Linked DNA regions of Oryzias latipes: region 2 is linked to region 1. Evidence: chromatin contacts called from public Hi-C data. All regions are on one chromosome and are shown on one strand. Each heading gives the region's core, a stretch centred on a gene start, on an enhancer-like site or on the middle of the called end of the contact. The rest is flanking DNA. Distances are from core to core; before and after follow the strand shown.

Region 1 (5,019 bases), core at 1,186-3,685:
GGAACCAAATGCAGGAGACAGGCTTGTGGCAGAAGCATCAACATTTAATAAATAAACATAACTATGGCAACACTTTGAACTAATAGGGGAACAAAGCATTTGACCTGACACGCATGAACTAAATACACTGAGGATCCGTTACTAAATGCCGATTAGCAGCATATTTTCAGTCAATATATTTGTTTCATGAAAAATTCTATCGTTTTTTGTAGTTGCCTCCTTAAAGAACAAGTCTTCACTGATGGGAGGTTACAATGTGATTAATAAACATTAACATGACTAATAAGTCATGTTACCTAAATTAAAATTACTTATATTTTAGTGTTTGATTGTTTGGTTTGGTAAAACATTTAATGATGCTTCTAAAGAGCATCTTCTGGTCCGTGATGAGGAACGTCGGCTTTTGAGCGAATGGCTTGTTCCGCTGAACTGTTTTGATTCTGCGTGGTTTAGTTTTGTTTCTGCAAAAGTAACAACTTCTGTTTTCAGTCCAGAATAACAAAAGCAGCATCTACTGTCAGGTCTCATCATTATTTGTTCACATTTAACAGTTAGGTAAAAGGGAGAAACTCTTGTTGGGTTTTTTTCAAGCAGGAGGTTGATTTTTTTCTTTAGTTTCTCTTGAACATAACTGATCATAGAAAAAGGTTTGAGGGAATGTTAAGTTTTTGCTAAATCAAACTGGTATTTGATTCATTATTTTGAGTCAGTTTCACTATTTATTGTTACATTTGAGAGCATCTTGTGCATAATAGCAGCAGGCAGCTGAGAAAGGTTTGTTCAGCTGGCAAATCCTCTTAGTGGTCATCATGCAGGTGAGGACAGCACCATTATGCTGCTTTGCATTGAACTTGATAACATTTCCTATCAGCAATCTGAAACTTCTCCAGGAAGTCCACCTGTGCAGATCAGCTCTGATAGCTCTGAACTTTGTGAGATGAGGACGGCTACATTTCTCTTCCATGCATTTGCATCGCAAATGTGGGGCTGAGAAACCAGTTTGAAAACCCACACAGGGTACATTTAGTCGTCAACAAGGCAGAAGCAGGTTTTCCTCTCCGCCCCCACCAATCAACCTGCACACCCTGAGCCAGAGACAGAAGCTGCAGTTGTTGGAAAAGTTCCACAAATGCCCCATCGACTGCACTTTCATCTATTTCTTCTTTGTCTCCATAAGTTTACGTTTCCTCAAATCCAGGCAATAGAAACAACATGAAGCAGCATATACAGGCAGATCATTACATAACTACTCCAACCCTTAACCCATTTTCAGGAGTGGAACCCCCCACCCCCAGCCACCTGGTGAAGTGTTGTTTCCCCATCAGGAAGTGAGAACAGGTAAACTGACACAAAAGGTTTCGTGTTTTCTTGCTGTGTCTAAGGAAGCTGTGAAATGCTTCGACTGTTGTCTTTCAAAAGAGAGAAACTATAAATCATTTGATCATAAATCTTTACAGCAGGACTGGGATTTTTCTCTGGTGCAGTTAAGCAGAAAAGTGCAGGTATGAAGATTTGGACGAGCAAACGCTCTGGAGTTTGCTCATCTTGATTAACACACCTGTGTGGAAACACCTGGAAAAACAGGTAGCTGAGGAGCAAAGCAGACCGCTAGTGATGAAAAAGAAGGTATGACAGCACAATAAAAATATGCGGAAAACAAATTCAGAATCTCTTCAGTGATTTTAACGCTGTCGTTCTCTCTATTTGTCTTCTGTGACTCTTTTCATTTTTCCTTCTCCAAAGGTTGAGCCTTTTGCCAAAATTGAAAATAAGATTTTTTTTCTTACTCTGTCTAAATAAACATAATTACAAGATAAAAATAAATGTGTTATTTTTCTTCTCGCATTTGTGTGTTAACATCCCATCTTAATCAGATAAACTTTGTGTGTTTGAAGCTAGTGTATAAAAACCATCACTGAATAAGGTAACTAGTAAAGTTCAGCTTCTCTTAGCAAAAAGTAGAAGTATACTACAACTATACTTAGTCTATGTTGTAAACTAGGCAGTATACTTTGTTCAAACTTTGTCTGAAAAAGTCTTCAATTAGAACATATTCCACATATGTGGTCTATATATACTATTGGCCTACTTGCTATATTTACGTATATGTATACTTATAATCAAGTATACTTCTAAAATAAACTTCTTGTTCAAAGTTGGGGGGGGGGGTCTAATGAAGCACAAGCCTTTTTTTTGTCGAAACTCAGTCTCTGATCAACCGATTTTAACTTCAGCCGAACTTCAGAGTTGCTTCAAAACCGGATTAACGGGTTCCAGGTCATTAGGGGCAAACGGGTTAAAAACATCGCGTTTTCCAACGGTCAGTAAACGCAGCACAACAACCCTTGCTTAAGCTCCGCCCCGGCGCCCTGCGGCGGCTGTGATTGGCTGAGCCGCGTCCTCGCTCGCCGCGCTCATTCATCTCCTCTCTTGGGCGTTGGACTCCGCATCTTTTGACGAGCGGAATTCCTGCCTCTGCAGCCCGTTTGCAGCGCCGCGGAGCCCGACGGGGATTTTCGGTGTCCCGCTGACTCAGCCTGAAGCTTCCCGCCACTCCAGCTGGACTCTGCTTTGGTTTTCCTCTGAACTTTCTCTGTGTTCGGGAAGACAGACGCCAGCGCGGGGGGAGGCGGCAGCGCGGAGCTTTGCATTTCAATAAAGAAAGAGAGGCTCGCGAGTCTTTTTGTCCCGTGGATCTCCTGGTTGGAGCCGAAAGTTATGGGAGCGCAAGAGTCCAAGACCCCCGGGGGCGTGGAGACGGGAGTGGAGAAAGCCGGAGAGGCTGCTGCGTCCCCCTCCAAGGCCAACGGACAGGTAGAGGAAGATTTTTCGGCTCATCTCTGCATCTATGTGGGGGGTGGTGTGTGTTAGGTGGAGGAGGGGTGAGTGGGAGGGGGGCTCTGTTGTGTGGCGGCGCTGCGCTCTGCCTCCATTCGATGCGTTTTGTGCTCTGAATGCGCAACAGTTGATTCCGCTTGGATCCAAAGCCGCCTGCAGCAGCTCCGCTCGCGGTTCTGCGCCCGTTCCAGTACCGGTGCAGGTTCTGCAGCTTTGCTGGGTCTGGCTGGAGCCTCCGCGCGGCTGCTTTTTGTCTCTTCACCTGAGCAGAAAGTGTGGATGTAGCCGCGCGGCGGTCCGTGCGTCACAGACAGCAGAGCGCGTCTGCGCACGGAGCGCGCGGAGCTTTTTCCTACCAGACGGGGAGTCGGGGCTTTGTTTGTCCAGTCTGCGGGGGTTTGGGCACGCAGGCTCCGCATTGTGCAGCACTCAGTAGTGAGGGGTCAGCTTTAGTGGATGCTCATGATCCACCGGTCTCTACTGCTCCTGCCGTCCGTCCGTGGCACTGCTCGTGCCGTGAGACGATCTCATCCTGTTTCCTCTTTTGTTTTAGGAAAACGGCCACGTCAGAGTGAACGGGGACGCTTCTCCTGCTGCAGCAGAGGAGGGGAAAGAGGCGCCTCAGGCCAACGGGGCTGCGCCGGCCGAAGACAGCCCCAAAGAGGAGCCAGGGAAGGCAGAGGCCACCCCTGCTGAGACAGGGGTTGCAGGTGGGGAGAAGGCGGAGGGGGAGGCAGGAGCCAAGGCGGACAACAGTGCAACTCCCTCCACCAGCAATGAGACCCCGAAAAAGAAAAAGAAACGATTTTCCTTCAAGAAGTCTTTTAAGCTGAGTGGCTTTTCCTTCAAAAAGACCAAAAAGGAGACAGGCGACGGTGCTGAAAACGAGGAGGAGGCGGCAGGAGCATCTGCAGAGGGGACCAAGACTGACAACCAAGAAAAACCTGCGGAGGACAAGCCAGCAGAGGGGGGCACAGAACCTGCCAAGGAGGAGGCAGCTGAAAGGGAGAAGCCTGCAGATGAGCCAGAGAGTGAGGAGAAACGTGTTGAGGAGGCCCCCAAAGCAGAGGAGGCTCCAAAGGTTGAGGAGGCCCCCAAAGTGGAGGAGGCCCCCAAAGCAGAGGAGGCCCCCAAAGTGGAGGAGGCTCCTAAAATAGAGGAGGCCCCCAAAGTGGAGGAGGCTCCTAAAGTGGAGGAGGCCCCCAAAGTGGAGGAGCCCCCCAAAGTAGAAGAGGGTCCCAAAGAGGAGGAAGCACCAAAAGCAGAGGAACCCTCGCAGGAAGCAGCATCAGAAGCTCCAGCCTCTGTGCCTGAGGCAGATCAATAAATGGCAAAAGAAGAAGAAGGAATTATCCCAAAAATCAGAAAAGACTTCCCTGTTTGTGTCAAAGAATTCACCTGAAAACCAGGAGGTTTTAAAGTTTTTTCTTCTCTTCATCTCTGATTTCTCCTCCACCTTACAAAACCCACCCCGGTCCTTTGGGCCGGGACGGCGGGCGGCTTCAGATCCAAAACTTCCACATTTGCCACACATTTTTGCATCAGTATTAATTTTTCTTTTTTGACACAACATTGGAAATGGCACGCCGGCGGGGATGAAACGGGCGGGCCTTCCGCTGTCAATGGAGGAAGAACAGAAACTCTGCGGGATCCACAACACTAAGCCTTCAGAGTCCAGGACGTGGCCCAGAGTGCTGTGCAGGACAGCACACCTGCCCACAGGAACTCCTCACTTCTCATTGGCTGTGATTCAAATAGGCGTTTATTGTTTATTGTTGGTTTTCTGACTTTGATGAAAATGTAAGTATGTATAGGAACCTTGTTTTTAACTGTGATTATTGTACAAAGACAGATCTGGATCTCTAGGAGCTACGAAGTTTGCAGCCGTCATTCTTCTGTCAAATACCAGCAGAGACACTCAAACAGCCACACAGAGAGGAGCTCTCACTGACTGACTGGGACTTTTCTGTCCACTGGACTCAGATCTGTCGGATGCAAATGTTGCTGTAGCATCATGTAACTTTTTTTGTTTCTCTTCTTTTGTAAATAGTGCAGAGGCTTTGACAGATTCCGCTTAGAGGTGGAATGTTACATCCTCCTGCTTCAGGTGTTTGGGTTTTCACTAAAAGCAAAAAAAAAAAGGAATAAATCTGAATAAAATTTGAGCTGCATCTCCTGTTT
Region 2 (4,899 bases), core at 1,057-3,556, 220 kb before region 1:
CTTAGATTCATTATTCTTTTTTGTAACCAAGGCAACCAATTCTAAATAAAATCGGAGGTTGGACAGGCATCCCCAGAGCTGTTGGACTGTTGACTGTTTGGGCTCTTGTGTCTGTTTTTTTAATACTGTCTTGTGTTTTCAGAAACAACATTAACAGTATTAAAAGGAAATTATATTCAACACCAACAAAAATGTATATATGCATTCATAAAATGAATAATCTGTTGGTTTTACATCAAGATCACAAAAAGCACAGATTTCCTTCCTTATTCTGTGTTTTGAGCACAGCTTTATGTCAGAACTGAACACTGAATAAATGACACACAAACACAAAGTAAATGGTAAATACTTATACAGCCCTGTACTGCCCTCTTAAAGGCCCAAAGTGCTGTACAGTCTCAGTCCCATTCACCCATGAACACACAATGATGGCGGCTCCACTGCCTAACACTGGTGTCAACCTGTAACCACCAGGAGCAACATGTGGTTCAGTGTCTTGCCCAAGGACACTTGGACGGGCAGAGCGGAAACCCAACCTGCGATTTTCCGATGCACCATAACCGTCCTACATTGCCTATCGAATGGAAAGTGAGGACATGTAATAAATAAACGTCAAGGACGTGTAAAAAAATTATTAAAGCATTACTTTATTGGCCACTGCTGAGTAAACTAAAGCAACAATCAACCCACTTGTAGAAAATCCAGCTGGTGTTTAATTCTGTGCTTAGTACCAAACTCCCTGAACGATCTGCTGTGTTGAATTGATGCGCCGTGCTCAGACGTCTGACAAAAAGCAACAACAAAAACAGACTCCTTGACTACTGTTGAAACCGCAAAGACAAAAGCGGCAGATCAGAACCCCTGTAATACAAGAATCTGGGTACAAAAGAAAATAATGTGATCATGTTTTCAGTCACTCCAGGTTCATGTTAGTAAGTTTTCATTTCTGTTAATTGTCCTCAGCCTATTTAAATGTCTGGTTATGGAGGGACGCCACTCTTCCCTGCAGCCATGCTCTGCTGCGCTTTGCCTTTAGCAACAAGTTAAAGTATGTTTTTGTGATTCATTGATTTCTGGGGTAAACTTTATAAAACGCTGACATCTGCTTCCTCGTCCCCTTTGACCCATGTGCTATCCTATGGGGTCCCGGTGACCCCACCCTTCCATTGAGGTGTTCTCCCTACCATGACAAAGGTGGATAAAGGTGGAAAGATTTCATGTAATCCATGGACACCAGTGAATATCACAAATCATTGAAGAAAAAAGGTTCAGAGCACTGTCTAGTGGGTCTAGATGACCCAACTCCCAATGTTAAAGTGCCTAGGATAGCACAAGGTTTATACGTTTCAATTATTATCCATTCTGTGAACAGTTTTTGAGTGTTTTGAAAGAAGTCAATATTAATACTAATTGTAAATTCATCCAAAGACCCATATCCAATAGTTACCCAAGTCTCTCTTATTTTGATTTTCTCGTACAGGAAGATGCTTAGTGTAACCTTTGTGAGTTTCAGTTCATGTGAGTTCAAATGAATTTACTCACAGTTCAAGATAAAAAAAAACTGGCCAACAATTCATTACCTAGAGCCGTTTCCCCCGCAATAACAGAATTTGACAGCTGTGGTGAACTGTGAGCAGAGGAAACCAGATGACAGAAGATGCAGAGTATGCTTGAAGTCTGACTTCAGTTCAAGTTTCAGCAGCAGGTTCTACTTCTGAGTTTTCTCTGGACCAGCTGGACCACCATGGCTCTCAGAGCTCAGAGCTGGTGCTCTCAGCATGAACCAACAACAACTATGTGAACCACATCCTTCAGACTTTGCTGAAAGCTTGAAGTTTGCTGCAGACTGAGTTTAGTAAAACTGAGACTTTCCCCCAGCCTGTCCCATGATGCAAAAGCTGGAAGTCTTACCGAACCAGTTCAGATCTGACAGTTTCTGATGAAAGGTCTGCAATGATTCAACACAAAACTAATGGGATGATGCGTTCAAGGCTCCGAGGTCGAACCCCCAGCCGATCCTTCCTGTAGCGCGGCAGCAGAGTCCTCCAGAGGCGCAGACGCACTGCCAGGCTCCTCTGGACGCATCTGACTCCGCTGAACATCACGGGAACCAGCTCAAAGGCGCATGCGTTAAAACCCCGGAGCGCAGCAGCAGCACGTGCAACAAGCGGCGGGCGTGACGGCGGCAGAGGACGGAGACACTTACCGGTGGGCGCGGCTCTGGGTCCCACGCGCCGAGAAGATGCTGCTGCGCGGAACTAAGAGGCGCGCGGCGCTCTGCGTGACGGTGTGACGAGACCCGCATAATGAGGCTGCTGCTGCCTTCAGGAGCTCCAGGATTTCTGAACTCCTATTCAAACTTGAAGTGAAGTCAGTAGAGAATCACTAAGGCAGTGTTTTATAACTTTTGTTCAGCCAAGGCACCGTTTTTACGCTGATAAACTACTGGAGCACACCACAGACTAAAATCACACATAATAACACTCTAGGGCCGAACCGAGTGTGTACAAAAATTATACTTTCTAAATGTCGAATAACAATTAGTGTGAAACTTTGGCCTGCTTTGTACAGCACTCATCAGCTATACTATACTATACTATACTATACAGCTATACTGTGAGTAATCAGACCTCTCATTTGTTAGAAATACTTTCCAGTTCCCTGTGCGTCATACGGATGAGCCAGTACCTCACTGCTCAACAAACATCATATCAGATCTTCCATCCACCCATCTTCTTAATCCACGGTATCCCTTGTATCCGCACTGTATCTCAATCCACTGTATCCCTGGGGTCACAAGGTTGCAGGAGGAAGTCCTGGCTGCTGTTGGGAAAGGGGGCGGCACACCCTGTCTGTCGCAGGGCACACAGGCACTCCCACACACAGGGACACCTTGGAGTAACCTATAACCCATTGAACCTATAAAGCAGGGGTTTGGACTGTAGGAGGACGCCAGGGTACTTGGAGAAAACCCATCCACGCACATGGAGAACATGCAAACTCCACACAGGAAGAACCCAGATAGGATTTGAACCAGGGCCTTCCCACCGTCTCATGTACCAGATTCATCTAACTGCAATGCAAATTTTTGACTATTGTGAAACTTCTCCAAAACAAGAGTTGATGTTTGCAGACATGACATGAACCTGTCATAAAACTGGAGCTATCTGAGAGAGAACTAAGCTGTCAGGGCCGAGCATCTCCTTTGCAACTTCTTTACAGGCAGCATTAATGTTTCATTTAGCGATGACAGCTCTCATTTATTTTTGTCTGGTTCTCCATCAGTGTAAATTACAGCCTGTTAGGATCAATCAGTCATCTGCTGCCTCCCACCGGCATATAAGGGTATTACGCTATGGGGCGGTAAACTCAATCAACCAATCAATCAATCAATCAATCAATCAATCAATCAATCAATCAATCAATCAATCAATCAATCAATCAATCAATCAATCAATCAATCAATCAACCAATCAATCAATCAATCAATCAATCAATCAATCAATCAATCAATCTCGCTACATGGAAATAACCATTCTCAATTCTCAGTCTGCCTGACACCCCTGGTGGAGCATGGAGTACTCATGGAACATCTGTAATTTAATTTAAACCGTTTTTGCTTTAGTTCTGTGCATCTCTGGATTCATTTACCAGCATCCTGACACCACTCCATGCCAGAAGCCAAAGTTATTGTTCTCCAAAGCAGAAGTTGTACTTCTTTGTTTTGTGTTTTGTTTAGCAGGAGAGTGAGAACGTTGTAATAGGTCTCTACACAACAAGAGTTCTGTTTTCACAGATGACCTCAATGAAGACAGAAAATCAAAGAGATTCTACCTGAATGCTATCATTAGCTTAGCTGAAGGATAGACAGTTTTAACCACAAACTTCTCTACTTTGAATTGTTTTTCTTATATACTTTATGAAACATATTGACAAATAGCAATGTTTACAGTTTTTTCTCACAACAGAATTAAACAACAGTTAGTGTGACCTCCACAAATATGTGGTCGTTTTGGGTGCAACCGAGTGTCAGTTGGATTTTCACCTCATTCAGTAATTTATGCCTTTGGAGAACTGAATAAGTAGAAATCTCTGCAAAATCATTTAGACTGGCTATGATCATTCCACGTGTGTTTTTATCATGTCTGTCTAAATGAACTATTCTTTCAGACTGAATTTTTATTGTTCATACAACTATTCCTCTTCCTTTCGTTTCTTACATCATTGCTAAAAAATTTGTTGAACATGTCAAACATTTTGTGAAATCAGATTAAAATATTTTGCCTCTATGAAAATGTTCATAAATAACTTTTCTCAGGTGAACCTCAATAGACTAATTAGTTGTAGACTTTCAATATACTACAACCATGGCTCAGAGTTGGTGTGGCATAGTGTGCTGTAGTAATCACAAAGGGGTGTATTGTATTATTGTATTATAAAAATTCATTTTGTTTATACTTGTTTTTATCTGTACAACAAAAAAGATTGACAACCTAGAAGGGGTGGACGAGCTCATTCAGTGTCCTGATCTAAATGAATTCTAGTTTAGAAAATGCCATACATGACTTATAATGCTGTCGTCACTTTACATGACATTGGAAACACTTCCAAAGAAACCTGTCCCAATCAAAACATGTTCAATGCTTTTCAGTTGATTGTTCAAAGAGGCAGGAGTCAACAAGCTTTAAACTATGCAGGGGGGGGGTTGTTTTGCAATCTTTGCAGGTAATAATTTTGCACCATCCAAGGCCATAAGAAGGTTGTAATTTTTTATTAACCCATAAATTGTGAGCATTCAGGGAACACCCTGGTGCAAGCTTGTGTTTAACCCTTGTTCTATCTTAGGCACTTTAACATTGGGAGTTGGGTCATCTAGACCCACTAGACAGTGCTCTGAAC

What was found. Hi-C and Micro-C count contacts between places; a contact is called where the count stands out from the background.
Region 2: a Hi-C map of embryo shows a contact between it and region 1, with 2.7 times the contacts expected there. The contact joins the promoter of LOC101167011 here to the promoter of marcks in region 1. A contact is called at or near these places in 2 of 5 Hi-C or Micro-C datasets (embryo and fibroblasts).

Annotation. Positions count from the first base shown.
Region 1 is chr24:21,625,600-21,630,618 of ASM223467v1, reverse strand. It overlaps marcks (myristoylated alanine-rich C-kinase substrate), which reads left to right and starts at 2,435. Exons shown (of 3, transcript XM_023953101.1): 1 at 2,435-2,814; 2 at 3,392-3,892; 3 at 3,965-5,003. The coding sequence starts at 2,719. The coding sequence ends at 4,165.
Region 2 is chr24:21,842,093-21,846,991 of ASM223467v1, reverse strand. LOC101167011 (tyrosine-protein kinase Fyn) reads right to left here and starts at 2,306. Exons shown (of 12, transcript XM_023953147.1): 1 at 2,207-2,306.